Regions from separate parts of the Anser cygnoides genome. Here all the other regions are linked to region 1. The links are chromatin contacts, called in public Hi-C maps. All regions are on one chromosome and are shown on one strand. The core of a region is the stretch at or near the end of the contact, and the rest is flanking DNA. Distances in the headings are between cores, read along the strand shown. Region 1 holds the start of FN1 (fibronectin 1). Region 2 overlaps LOC106034489. Region 3 overlaps LOC106034489. Region 4 overlaps LOC106034489. Region 5 overlaps ATIC (5-aminoimidazole-4-carboxamide ribonucleotide formyltransferase/IMP cyclohydrolase).

The links. Hi-C and Micro-C count contacts between places; a contact is called where the count stands out from the background.
Region 2: a contact with region 1 is called in a Hi-C map of liver, with 1.8 times the contacts expected there. The contact joins the enhancer-like site here to the promoter of FN1 in region 1. A contact is called at or near these places in 3 of 7 Hi-C or Micro-C datasets (granulosa cells and liver).
Region 3: a Hi-C map of liver shows a contact between it and region 1, with 6 times the contacts expected there. The contact joins the enhancer-like site here to the promoter of FN1 in region 1. A contact is called at or near these places in 2 of 7 Hi-C or Micro-C datasets (both in liver).
Region 4: a Hi-C map of liver shows a contact between it and region 1, with 2.3 times the contacts expected there. The contact joins the enhancer-like site here to the promoter of FN1 in region 1. A contact is called at or near these places in 2 of 7 Hi-C or Micro-C datasets (both in liver).
Region 5: a Hi-C map of liver shows a contact between it and region 1, with 1.9 times the contacts expected there. The contact joins the enhancer-like site here to the promoter of FN1 in region 1. A contact is called at or near these places in 2 of 7 Hi-C or Micro-C datasets (both in liver).

What each region holds. Positions count from the first base shown.
Region 1 is chr6:10,578,387-10,580,962 of Taihu_goose_T2T_genome, reverse strand. It overlaps FN1 (fibronectin 1), which reads left to right and starts at 1,275. Exons shown (of 46, transcript XM_048058515.2): 1 at 1,275-1,488; 2 at 1,720-1,848. The coding sequence starts at 1,338.
Region 2 is chr6:10,703,281-10,705,856 of Taihu_goose_T2T_genome, reverse strand. The region is part of intron 15 of LOC106034489; the gene reads right to left. Among named protein-coding and RNA genes, the nearest start is that of MREG, 22 kb to the left of the region's middle. Within about 2 kb of position 1,291, at least 2 of the 3 cell types and tissues checked have open chromatin away from gene starts, as enhancers often do. A contact at or near this core is called in liver, where this site is marked.
Region 3 is chr6:10,681,560-10,684,135 of Taihu_goose_T2T_genome, reverse strand. It overlaps LOC106034489, which reads right to left. Exons shown (of 21, transcript XM_066999647.1): 9 at 1,942-2,032. Among named protein-coding and RNA genes, the nearest start is that of MREG, 44 kb to the left of the region's middle. Within about 2 kb of position 1,280, at least 2 of the 3 cell types and tissues checked have open chromatin away from gene starts, as enhancers often do. A contact at or near this core is called in liver, where this site is marked.
Region 4 is chr6:10,653,150-10,655,725 of Taihu_goose_T2T_genome, reverse strand. The region is part of intron 5 of LOC106034489; the gene reads right to left. Among named protein-coding and RNA genes, the nearest start is that of MREG, 73 kb to the left of the region's middle. Within about 2 kb of position 1,300, at least 2 of the 3 cell types and tissues checked have open chromatin away from gene starts, as enhancers often do. A contact at or near this core is called in liver, where this site is marked.
Region 5 is chr6:10,511,244-10,513,819 of Taihu_goose_T2T_genome, reverse strand. ATIC (5-aminoimidazole-4-carboxamide ribonucleotide formyltransferase/IMP cyclohydrolase) reads right to left here. Exons shown (of 16, transcript XM_013178608.3): 10 at 2,306-2,391; 11 at 1,010-1,099; 12 at 1-28. Among named protein-coding and RNA genes, the nearest start is that of ABCA12, 12 kb to the right of the region's middle. Within about 2 kb of position 1,274, at least 2 of the 3 cell types and tissues checked have open chromatin away from gene starts, as enhancers often do. A contact at or near this core is called in liver, where this site is marked.

The DNA of each region.
Region 1 (2,576 bases), core at 26-2,525:
GAAATTTCTTAGAAAAGACACACCTGACAGCACAACTATTTGCTTTCCTGGAACAACGCATGTGCTGGACCTGTACACTGCCTAGAGGAACAGTCTCCATCCCAAGCTGGATATTACTGCCTGCATTTCGGTGAGGTAATACAACCAGTTTGCCCTAAGTGCGACTAGAGCTTGGTGCCCAACTCACTAAAGAACCCTCAAGGAGACCTGTAGGTGTTTGGCTTAAGATTCTTGGAAACACCGTAGGCTACTTCATGCTCATGTTTGTCAGAGTCGTTTTAATAAATCAGGAGCCAGAGCAGACTATTAGATCAACAATCCCTTTGCAAAGATGGAGTATGCACGTGAAGTCATCATGAAAACGGTTAGCAATGCAACCTTCCTATACGATCTGAACTCGAGGACCGGTCCAGCTGCTGTACCAGAGCAGGGAGCGCACGATGCTTTCCTCCCAAGCAGCTTCCTGCTTTAGGGCCACCATTACAGTGTGTGCTCTCTGCCTTGCAGCTTTCCTTCAACGTAGGGAAAAGAGAACCCCCCAAGCAGCAGAGATGCCAAAAGAGAGTGATAACATTTGTATACAGCCTCGTTAAGTTAGATCATCACACTGAAGATCCCATATATGTAAAGGGGGTACAAAGCCTAATAAGTTTTCACTTTTCTTTTGTTCTCAGAGTTGATTTTGGAGAGTAAGAAAAAATATCAGATTAAGAGGCTATTAAACTTATTTTGAACATAAGTGGCACCATTTTTTCCAAAGGGGGTGTGAAAACTTCTAACTTTGAGCCACTAGCAGCAGGCAAAACTCCACTTGGGGTTTCCTGTTTCCAACCTGCACACACGCGTTCCGCCTCACCTTCTCCCCCCGTGCAGAACATTATTCCTCCTGAACCGAGGCGTATCAGCTTACAGCGTCGCTCTAAAGAAAGAAAAGTTTTCCCCTCTGAAAAGAAAAGAAGAAAAAGAGCCATTTTGCTAAGCCATTTTGCAAAGCCCCACCAAAAGCCCCACAAAGCGGTACGACCGCCTCCCAGCCCTCTCTCCTCTCGTCCCCACACCCCTCCCCGGGGCAGGCAGCCCCCAGCCGGCCGAACCCCAGCCCTTTTGGGGCTGCTTTAGGGCTGCCGGGCGGGCTGTGCTCTGCTCTGTAGGGCGGTGGCAGCAACCCCCGGCCGGCCCCCGGCTGCTCCGAGTCCAATGGGCTCCGGGGCGGCGGCGGCTCCCCCCCTCCCCGTGCCTCCCGCCCTATATAGCGCCCGGGCGGCGCCGCTGCCCCATCCGTCGGGCTGCCTGCGAGCAGCCCCTGTTGCCGAGCCGTGCCGAGCCGTGCCCGGAGGATGCCGTGCCGAAACGGGTGGCGGCTGGCGCTGCTCGCCCTCTGCCTGGGGGTGGCAGCGGGAGGGGGCGCGGGGCAGCGGCGGGGAGGGAAGAGCCGGAGGCAGGCGCAGACCCCCACCGTGCCCCAAACCAGCCCAGCGCAGGGCAAGCGTGAGTACCAAAGGGCTAGCGGGCAGGGCTGGGTGGCTAGCAGCAGGTTTCGTCCTCAGGGGGTGGTCCCCGGGGGGGGGGCTTCTCACCGGTGGTCGCCTTCCCTCTGCGGGTGGGGGTCTCCGGGGTGGAGGTCTCGGCGATGCGAGACTTCTTTCTTCTCTCCTCTCGCCTGCCCAGAGACGTGTTTTGGGGTCTCGCTGATGGGAAACTTCTTTCTTCTCTCCCCAGAGACCTGTTTTGACAATGGAAGGTACTATCAGATAAACCAGCAGTGGGAGCGCATCTACCTGGGGAACACACTGGTCTGTACCTGCTATGGCGGGAGCAGAGGGTTTAACTGCGAAAGCAAGCCTGAACGTAAGTTGGTAGTGGGGTTTTTTTTGGCACCAAGTCCCCCAAAGGGCTCTTGAAGCCAAGTAGGCTAGGTGCTGTGGTGGGTTACAACCGGCAGACAGGGTTTTCAGCTGAAGTTTGGTACTTAGGGTCAGTAACGGATCTACGCTCACTTACATTGAAGATCTGGCTTGGGATTTTAAGAAATGCTTTTCATTAGAGATGGGCATGCCACCAGAACCCTGAGCCAAACATCACTCCTCTCTCTGGAGGATTGGATCTAAACGTTAACTTTGGAGCCAGCCTCTTCTTTATAACGAACTGAGCTGACTCCTCGACTCGCACGGGGAAGTTCAAATCTGGAGTCACTTTGCAGCTCTGGCTCTGTACAGTTTGATTGCTTCACCCCAACTTTTCATAGCTGTGCAGTGTCGTCAGCTTGTTTAAAAATATTTCAACTTACAACTTTCCACAGCTCCCCAGCCGTGCTGTGAGCTTGCTGTAATTGAGTGTAAAATGAGATTGTTTAGTCTCCTGCAGAAAAAGTTTAGGTAACAGAAAAAAACTTTAAATACAACGTCTGCTGGAAGATGCGTCTCTCTGAGATGCAATGTAGCTCAGATAATCAGATGCACACTCTCTATCTTTATTGGTCTGAAGCCACTGGTTTGCTATAATTCCTTTATGTTGCTCTAGAGATACAAGAGGAAAAGCTGGTTCCTGGCTGATAACATTAACGTAAGACCGATAGG
Region 2 (2,576 bases), core at 42-2,541, 120 kb before region 1:
CACTCTGCTCCCGCCTGTCCTTGGACAAGCTTTTCCCATAGGAGCTGGGGCCACTTTGGTCTTTGTCCAGAGGCTGTCCCTCAGAGTGGGGGATGCTTTAATTCCTCTGATTTGCTGCTCTCAGCTCACATCAGAAGCCCCACGTCTGGATGCTGTATCAAACAGTGAACAGCTTGGTGCTTTTAGGAGGCGAGACAGATGCAGTCAGGCTTTTTATCTTCCAGGGCCTCCAAATTGCTGGATTTGTATTTTATTTCAATGATCTCTCAATTGCTAGTCATTACACAGAGCAAAAGAACAGCCACATTTGGATAACTTTTCGCTTGGCCAAAGCCCGTGCTTAAATACAATTCCTGTCTCCCAGCGACCCATGGTGGGGGTTATTTTCCAGCCTGAAACCTCGAGAAGTCGAGTTGAGCTGGAAATGATTTGTGCTACTCTACGTGCCGAGAGCTGAGAGTGGGACTTCGGGTGGCTGTGAGTTTCCTTCACCCATCAGTGAATCACCAACCTGTAGAAAGGAGAAAAGAGAAATAGAAATGGGCTCCCACGCCCGGCTCTCCCCGTCAGCGCCAGCTGCTGACAGCCTCTCCGAGCAGTTTCACTTCATGCCACAGCGCTCCATCTGCAGCTGCAGTCCACCAACTGGCTCTTTGGGAGCTCGCTGACCTTATAAAGCATGATTTGGTTTTGTTTAAGGAAACAACCCCGACTGTTTGGAAGATGCTTTGATCCTAAATAGCGTTTTGAAGCCACAGGGCCGGGTGAGGCTATGAAATGATCTGCTGGTGAGTCACAGCACCGCTTTCGGGGCTATCCATTTTGTCAAGCAGCATACCTGATTCTCTTGCTCCTCATCAAATATTTGCTGTCTGTCTGAGCTTATAAAGGCGACTTCACAGCCGAAGCAAACGCCTGCCTTGACAGTGGTCCATCCCTCCGCTGCCGGCTCCTCTTGCACACATGCACACGCGCACTTTGCGGAGGAGACGTGCATAAAGCCAGCAGACAAAGGCAGTAATCAAAGTTGCACGCAAAGCAAAAGAGATGACCAACAAATGCCATTAGCTTCCAGGAAACAGCAAGCTTTCAGAGGCCAAATCACCCTCGGTGAGAGCTAGCCCAGCTCCATTAAATTCAACAGACGCTGTTACACTTCAGTGAAGTAGGTCTTTTAGGGTTTATTTGAGGTTAACTGCCCAAATCCCTGGCTTACAGACCTCTTTATGTCCAAGATAACAAATGGGAAGGCAAATAAGAGCTCAGAAAGAAGCCGTGCTAGCGACTGGTTGCCTGCCCTCTGGCTCGCTGTATTTGCTGACAGCACAGCTATGCGAAGCATTCGGCTCGACGCGCAGCGTGGCCATCCTGCTTTTATTTAAGGACACCACCTCACTCCCCTGTGTTTGCTTTTTGGGGACTTTGCCTAGCTGCCAGGTAGGGATATCCACATCGAGTAAACAAGTGCTATCTGCACTTTTCCCGGTATAAACAAAGGCTGGGCTTTGTCCTCACCACGAGGATGCTGCAGTAAGAAAAGAAAACAAAAAAGCTAACACTTACCTTTCAGTGAGTAGGATTCTCCTAAAATAAATAAAAGGATGTTTAAAAATGAACGTTAAAGCTGTGGAGCAACCTAAGCTATTACATTAGCAATTGCTTAGTCCCAGGCCAGCCCTAGCCATCCTCTGGTGGCAGGGGATGTGGCTCTGTGGGAAGATGGAGCCTGAGCAGATGTTAATGCCCCTGGAGCTCCTGACCCTATAAATGTTTAGTCCCTTGTTCAGCTGCTCTCACCAAAGCCAGGCTCAAAGCTTGTGCTCAAGTGCCTGTGACCCAGACTTTAAATCATTAACCGTACGGATTGGTAATGGGAAAAGGAAAAGAAAAGATTGTGGGGGGAGGAAGGAGGAAAATGCCTTTAAAGACTAGGAGCTGGACAAAACAATGCTGATTTTAGTCATGGCCCTGAGATCAGCAATAAAAGAGATCTGGATCTCAAAAGATTACACGCATTGGGTGTAAGCTGTTGGGAAGCAGAAATTGTGTGCTAATAACACGAGGATGGCAGACTGATGGAGAGGCCACTGGCATTTGGATGCCTCCTCTTGGCATGTCCTTTCTTATTACTTCCATTCTCCAAGAGGCAAATTTACTTAGCTCTGCCCCAAATGAGCCTTGGGGAACCCCAGACCTCCAGATTCACAAACGCAGGCTGCGATTCGACGTCGAACGCAGAGCAGTCCTGGGCACTGAGCTCTCGAAGATGTGAGTTAACTGGAGAAAGTCCAAGAGGGAACATTAAGAAAGGCCAGAAGACACAATTTATGAGGAAAGAGTGAAAGAATGAAGGTTGTTTAGTCTAGAAGATGGATGATTACGCCCTTCAACTACATACAGGACAAAGAATGGATTAATCCTTCCTCAGCAGTCATGGTAGACAGTCAGAGTAGTAATAGGCTTACATTGCACCAGGGATGATTTTGGTTACACGTTAAGCAACACTTTCCTCTGCTTACTCTCCAAGACTGCCTGCTGAGTCTGCATCTATGGATTTTTATTTATTTACTTATTTA
Region 3 (2,576 bases), core at 31-2,530, 100 kb before region 1:
TGTAATACGGGGCCAGGCTGAAATTCCGCTGTGATTGACACTCTGCCATCACATCATTTGTTACCGATCCCATTTTTCCTCCCTTCCTCTGCTTTTCACTTCAAGGGACAGGACCTGCAGCAGCACAGCCTGCAGAGCCCTCCTCCGATCTGTTTTCCATTTGAGCATCCTCCTCTGAGGATTGACTCATGCTTCTTGACATAAAGCACCGCCTCTTTGGGCTCTTATAAGGAAACAGCAGGAGAGAATTGTCTAATTCAGACTTTTTGGCAGACTTTGCATACTATGCATTATAGCGTGCATTTCTAGCCAATGCCTTTGCCCTTTTGTGGTCATTTCAGAACAAACTGAGCTTCCTCCCTCAACGTTTTGGGTACTTTTGCAAACTCACAATGCCTCAGACCAAACAGAATTAGTGTGAGGCTGGGAGTACATCAAACCTTGGAGGAATTATTTTAACATATGAACCATAAACACTCCTCTTCCATTTCTGCTTTGCTAGTAATTCACATCCCAGTGACTCCAGGATTTTGCTACAGGGAAATACATTTCAACATCATATACAACAAATGGGATGCACAAAGATTATCATGGCCATGGCCTGCATTTATGGGAGCCCTGTATCTGTCCCACGCTCAGGTCTTTAAAACTGGAGCTGTGAAAAAATGCCTATAGTGAAACACGAAACCAAATGAGACTGACCTGGCCTGGGATTTGGTTATATATGGGAAAGTCAGGCTGAGTTCACCTAGAGAGTTGTGAAGGTTCATGAACCTTGGGAGGGAGCAAAGGTCCAGTTCCGAGGAAGCCTAGCCAAACCTTTTCCAGAAATGTTAAACTAGTATATATTTGGGAACAGAGAGATCCTGTAAAATAAATAGTTTTAATAGGAAATCTATTGGAGGGAGACCTGGTGGTTTCAGCAGCGTTTAGCATTAACGTGGTGAATGAAGAGAAGGCTCAAGCTCACACAGAGCCTGAGAAGTGTTAAAAAACTCAGGCTGAACCCGGAGCCCCTTGTTCCTGAGGATCCTATTATAAATGTGTCATTTGCAGCTCTAGAGGTGAGAAGAGTTGACTTTATTGGGTATCTGCACCATATCTGAAATAGGGAAGTCTCAAGCTGGCTGAGCCCTTTACACTCTGATGAACTGAAGGCATCTCCTCATTTTCCCCTGAAAATTTTCTCAGGATTTTTTTGTACTGAAAACTACCGGTCTGCCCTCTATGCCCCTCCTTTTGGCCACGTTCAGCAAAATATTTCACAAACATGGACGAAAACTAACTGAAAGTTCAGTAAGCACTGTTATTTCCAGAGAAGGAAATTAAAATTTTCATCTGAAAATCATGACTGTTTCCATGGAACAGATCTTTGGAGACAGGTTCTCTGATCATCAGTACTACGATGCCCTACAACAAAATATGGGAAAACCCCAATGTAACTGACTTTCTCAGAGGCAAAGGAGCATGCCAGCGACTTAACAGGGGCTGGAGATTTTGCTTTGGGTCATGACTCCACTTTTTTTTCAAGATTTGGCAAAGGTAAATGGAAAAAGATTTTCAGTATAGCTGGTATCTAATCTTTAAATTAGAAAGGAACTGAAACCAGGGCTTCGGACTTTAATTACCACTACCAGGCTCCTAAAGCTGGGAGGAAAAAGTATGATAATGCTTTTAAACACCAGATTACTAATCTGCAGCCTGATTAACGAGCTCCCATATGCCAGACAAGCTGGTCTCAAAGGGACTCCCCTGCCCCTTACTCTGTGGGTCTGGGCAGCAGTGGTGATGCTCACCACAATGACTGCCCTGCCTCCGAACCCTGACAGCCCTGGGCTCCAAGAAGGGAACATACTGGTGGTCTCGGCCTCATGGCTGTCAGCAGAAGAGGACAGTGGGTGTCAGGGGATCAAGCTGGAGCAATTTTGGTGTTGAACCTACCTTTGATAGGTCTGGCTCTTGCCCCATCTGACTTGCTCGCTCCAGGAGTGAACACAGACAGGCAGGGCAGAGCCCTTGGTTCATCTGTCAGCTTAAAAAAACCAACGACAACAAAAAATAAAAAATAAAAAATAAAAAAAACAGAAATAAAAAACAGAAATTAGCCTTGCTTTCCCCTAAGAGAACATCCCAACCATACTGTGATAGGAAAAGAATTAGGAATTAAGAAAGAACGGTGGCACGAATGCCATAAACATCACTTCTGTGTGCGCTCCGCTGCCAGAGCACACATAATAAAGCTTAATTTCCTGGTGCTGTGCCCTGCCTGTAATACACTGCCCAGATCTTCCTACTGCTCCCAGCTGAGAGCCAAGTCATTCTATAGGATTATTTTGTTAAGAGCAAAGCTACTTGATCAGAAGAGATTTAACACCAGATTATGGCCACAGCTTTTTCCGGCCCGGCGGCTGTGGAGGAAGAGGGCAGGAGCTGCTGGTGATGTGAGGCTGAGCCTGGAGCTTGGGAGGCCTGGGTTCAGCCCTTGCAGCAAGTCCCCTGTAAATCTGGAGATAAGACACCCTCTACTGCCTTTTCCACACCGAAATACAGGGTTTGAGGAAGGGGGATGTGTTACA
Region 4 (2,576 bases), core at 51-2,550, 75 kb before region 1:
CAAGTTCCTCAACGCTTCACAGCTTCCTTCAACCTTCTGGCATTTGTGTCCTCCTACGAGAGTCCTAGCAGAGCTCGTTTCCTCCACCTTTCCTAAAGTTATTTAGGAAAACACTCCATTAGGCATCAGCTACTCTGTTAGGATTTATTAGCTCCCACTGGGAGAGAGGAACAGAGATTCACATGAGTCATTAAGTTTAAGCCCTGCCGGCAGGATGGACATGAAAAATGATATTTTAGTAGGGTTTGCATTGGCACTGCTTACCCACTTAAACGCTTATAGTATAATTACTACGGGAAAAAGGATGTTGGATGATTTCAGAAAAAAAAAAGAAAAAAAGAAAAAAACACACAACCCAAACACAAAAATCCTCCGCAGAACCCAAATACACTACACGCATTTCTGCAAATTCTTTATGGTGGGATTGGCTGCTCTGCTAAAACAAGTTACAGGGATCAGGTTGTCTGTGTCCTCCAAAGCAAGACCCTACTCAGAAGCTTGATTTTTTTTTGATTTGGGGGTTGGACCTGATGATCTCTTAAGGTCCCTTCCAACCCCTACAGTTCTGTGATTTTACTGCAAGGGCAAGCAAAAAAAGCCAACTGCTGTCTGCTGCAGAGGCCATTATTGTGAACGCAGACATGGTCAAAATTTGTTCTCAGGATATCCTTCGTGGGGCATAAATGACAAACTCCAAAGGATGCTTGGGCTGAATCTTGGTTTTTAATTTCATTCAATATTAGGAAAATTGAAAATTTTAACCAAATGGAATTTGGCTAAAAAATCAGAAAGCATTCAGGCAATCCATGAATGATTTTATTTTCTTTCTGGTATTTTTGTATATTCTGTTCTATATTTTGGTATTTCTTTTGGCTATTTTTCACCTCTCTCTGTCTTGTAGACATGCAAACATACTCTGCCAGCTGGCCAGGCAACAATCCCTTTTGATTTAGTTAAACAGAAATGGTCAGAGGAGCCACAGCTGATGGGGGTCTTCATTCCAGGCTGACGTGGGATATCCACGGGGTGTGTGGGGTGCTCACAGCCCATGGAGTACAGGAGCTAAAAGGCAGTGGCAACATCCAGCTCTAGGTCCTGAGGGGCTTGTGGCACTCCCTGAGGTCCCTCTGCAGCAGATAACAAATCCCAGGTGGCCTGAGAGCATCCCAGTCCCAGCCATGACCCGCTGGCGATGCAGAGCAAGTGCAAAGAGGCCATCGACCCCGTTACGCAAGCCCAAAAGGAGCGAGCGTGAGCACCTGAGCCCATGGCTCCTGCACAGCACGTAGCCAAAAAACCTCCCTGGCAGACAAGCAGTGCTTTGTACGGTGTTGGGAAACACAGGTCCCTGCTCCTGGGCTCAGCCAGAGCCTGATGGCCGTCGGAGCGATCCCACCAGGGTGACGGGAGAAATTCATCACATTAAGAAAACATGCTATAATTAGAAATGGGTTAAAAACAGCTGGACAGACCTCATTACTTGTTTTTTGTTTGCTTTTGCAAAACCAATACCAAGAATGGTTTGGCTTCAGGCCTCGTTTCTGAGCTCATAGTGTTCATGGGTGGATCTGGGGACCAGAGGAGTGGTTTCTGTTAAGAGCTGTCGGCAGAAAAAGAGCAAACCATCACCCGTTTCAGCGTGCTCCTGTGTTTGTAGAGCTGAGCCCGCTCTGACGATCACCGCTCGTGTCACTGCTGGTTTGGAAATGAGGTGACTGAGTGAAGCTGTGGAGCTGCTTCGCTGCACTTCAGGGCTGGGTTATCCCCTCCGTATTCAGACCGGGGCTCTGCAGAAGATGCTCACTCTGTAGGGTGTCAGTAGACTGACCCAAGGCCCACCAATACCTTATTCTGCAGGCTGCTCAGGTGTGAACAAGGGGCTTGGTCAGGCAGATGAGAGCTGCCCCCCTGTTCAGGCAGCTCCCCCAGTCCCACAGCACAGCGCTTGACATTTATTGCAGCTCCTCTGGAGAGGGATGCTGCCAGAAACAAGTTCCCAGCAGCAAGACAGGACAAGGAAAAAGGATCTAGCAGTGGTGGTAACTCCCCTTCTGCCATGCTTTCTCCTTCCTCCCACTCACATCTATACAAATCCACTCATAGGTGATTATCTGACCAAAGTCTTGTCAATTTTACCCAGAGATAACACTACTGACTTCAGTGACATTGTTTGAGCCTCGCCTACGTCACCCGACAATCATATAAACCCCCGTGTTTTAGGAGCCCTATAAATTTCTAGCTAACGTGGAATATGACAGGGTTAAGTGCTCTTACTGCTGCAGGATTTATTGTGGGCCCTGCAAGCTCAACCTAATCCAGGAAAAGGCTTAATCACAAAGTTATCTTCCACGCTGCTGGCACCCATTGGACTATGTCTGCATACACACATGGCTTCATAAAGCATTAGTCAGTAGAAAGACACATTTTTTTTCAGTGTATTAGCTTTTAGGGAAAATAACCTCTCAGCTGTTTGCCATTTTACCATTCCGGTATCAAGTGATGGAGTCTTATCATTAAACATCTCCTCAGGCCTTATCACTATCGCATTCCCACATCAGCTGCCTTTTTTAATGAGC
Region 5 (2,576 bases), core at 25-2,524, 67 kb after region 1:
TGTCATCGGGCTCGTAAGCTGGGTCCATCTAAAAGCCAACAGATAGGCCAGTTAAAGCACTTAAAAGTTAAAGCGTCCATGGTGCAAGCCACAAAATTCTACAGCCTTCCAGTCTTTACAGAAAGGTAGGAACTTCTGCACAAAGAGTCTTGTAGTCCACCACAGGAACGTCACAAATATTTTAAGTGCTTTCATATATGCCTTAAGGTACAATTTCCAAGCCACTTGACATTAAAGAAAACAGCGAACGTGATTATTTCCAGAGATTCACTCTCCTGGGGCTCATCTATGCAAGCATGCAGCACAATTAAGCTGTACAGGTGTAAGGGGCCAAGTTAAATGGAACTGTTAAGCTTCGTTAAGGTCTACCCATGCATAGGCTTATTTAGAACTTTGGTAGCCCCTCTTCAGGTAATTGAGGCATGAAGTAAACCAGATTAAGGCTCCCAGCTTTAAATACAAGCGTGCACACACTTTATATGGCTTCCCTAACCCATTTAAGTTTGTCCAGATCAACTTTGCTTAGCATCCCTGTTCAGACAGGCCCTAAAGCTACAGTCTTAACCAATCTGACCTCATCCTTGCAAAGCTAATTGAATTCAGGAGGTAATCGCCTGCCAAGATTGTCTGCAATTTCATTCCTGCCTGCCTCAAGCTCCTGAGCCACCTTCTACAGCTCCCTCGGTAGTAACACTACAATTGCAACTTCAGGTAACCCTTGGCTCTTCTTTCTGCGATGTTCTAGTAAAGTTCTGTGCAGGTTTGTCTCAGATTCAAGCAGAAGCGGGACCTTTTTGGCTGCTCTGACAGCATTATTAATCTGTCAGTCCAGTCACCAGAAGTGGATGATTTTGAAGGAATCCCCCAAAAACCAGGAAACATTTCCTTATGTTGCAGGGAAGCCTGGATTCCCTAGTCCAGATACCCCAAAGCAATCTGGACACTAGCGCCTGTGAAAAGCAGATACAGGAAGAGCATCAGAGGGTTACAGTGTAGCAGGAATACAAACCTGGAGGACGCAGTAACTACCATTTTTCTTTTTGGCAAGAATTTTGAGGGCTTCTTCCTCGTATCCAGGAGCTACCACGCCATCAGATACCTGCAACACACAGAGATCTCAGTGTCCATGTGAAAAAGAGAGGAGCTAATGCCAAAACCTCTTCCTCTCATAACCAAAAGGATGGAGGCTGACCTGTCAGGGTCTGTCTGTACCATATAATACCACTACAATATCTGTTCCAGCCTTTCAAACAGGAAACAGCAGAGCACTGGCAGCTCTTAGCAGAGTTAGTGAAAGCTGTTGCACAATCAATCACTTCATACACAACAGAACTAGTAACTAATGTATCCCTCCAGGAGGAAAACTGCTGGTGGAGGACATCCCTACTTCTCAGCTCTAACAGGAAACATGCCTCAAAAAAATATATATATATAAAAATCCCTATTTCAGCAGTCACCCTCCTGATGACAAAATATTGGCAAAAGAGCTAAAAGAGTAGTTTTGTTTTGCCTTAAAAGTGCTGAAGCTAGGAAGAGTTACTCAGTGCCATGAAGTTGTATACTTCTTTCACATTCTCATCACCCAACATTTTTTAATTTTTGCTTTGTTTCTTAATAGGTAGTGTTCCAAATGTTGCCCTCACAAACAAGTCAAATGTGACCTTTCATTTTTTTTCTGAGAAGAAATCTCCAGTATACAAGACAGCTTTTCGTGTTGTGCTTTCCCCTCCAACAAAACCATAAGCAGCATGGAACAGGATGAACGTGCCTGGTAAAGCATTAACTCCCTGTTGTTTAACTCTGCTTTTAAACTTGTGCAATGCGGTTAGCTATGGAGTTAAAGATGAACCCAGCGAAGTTTAAAGTGCAGCCTGGGAAGCAGCTGAGCCAATAGGTAACTTGTACCAACCGGCAGGCAGCAATCTACATCCACATTCCTGCCTGGGGCAAGAGGCTCCAGCCCCCTACTCTTCCAACTGCAGCCTTTCAAGCAGATCCTCCTGAGAGCACAATCAGGGCTCCTTTCCAGGGGCCTACTGGGAGACGGATGTTTGCAATCACCTCTTGGACAGCATCGTTTCAAGCATCACGATTTCACAAGCTCTGCCATGCAGCCAGGCAGAAGGAAGAGAGCATCAAGAGAGAGGTGTAAATTCTGCACCCCACACACTGAATTACACAAATGAATCAATATAGAGTCTTAAGTAAACAGGTCAAATTCAAACAGAACGGCTGCTACAAACCAGTGGCTCCAGCTATTGAGATTTTCCCTTCTACCTCTAAGATTTGCTGCTTGTTAACTAACCTCTCTGGAAATAATCTTAGCAGTAGGCACATCGCAGACATCAGACAAGGCAATGAAGTCACCAAAAGAAGACATCCGATCAGCACCTGCAAAAATCACATTTTCTAGTAACTTATCCAGCTACGGCATAATGCAGAGAGAAGTCTTTGCTCCCACAACCCAGCCAATTTCCAAGAGAACTAGTAATTTAATTCCACAGCAAAAAAAATAGGCCATGAGAGCAACAAGAATGAAAAATCCTACCTCAATCCCATGCACCTTTAAAGATTTG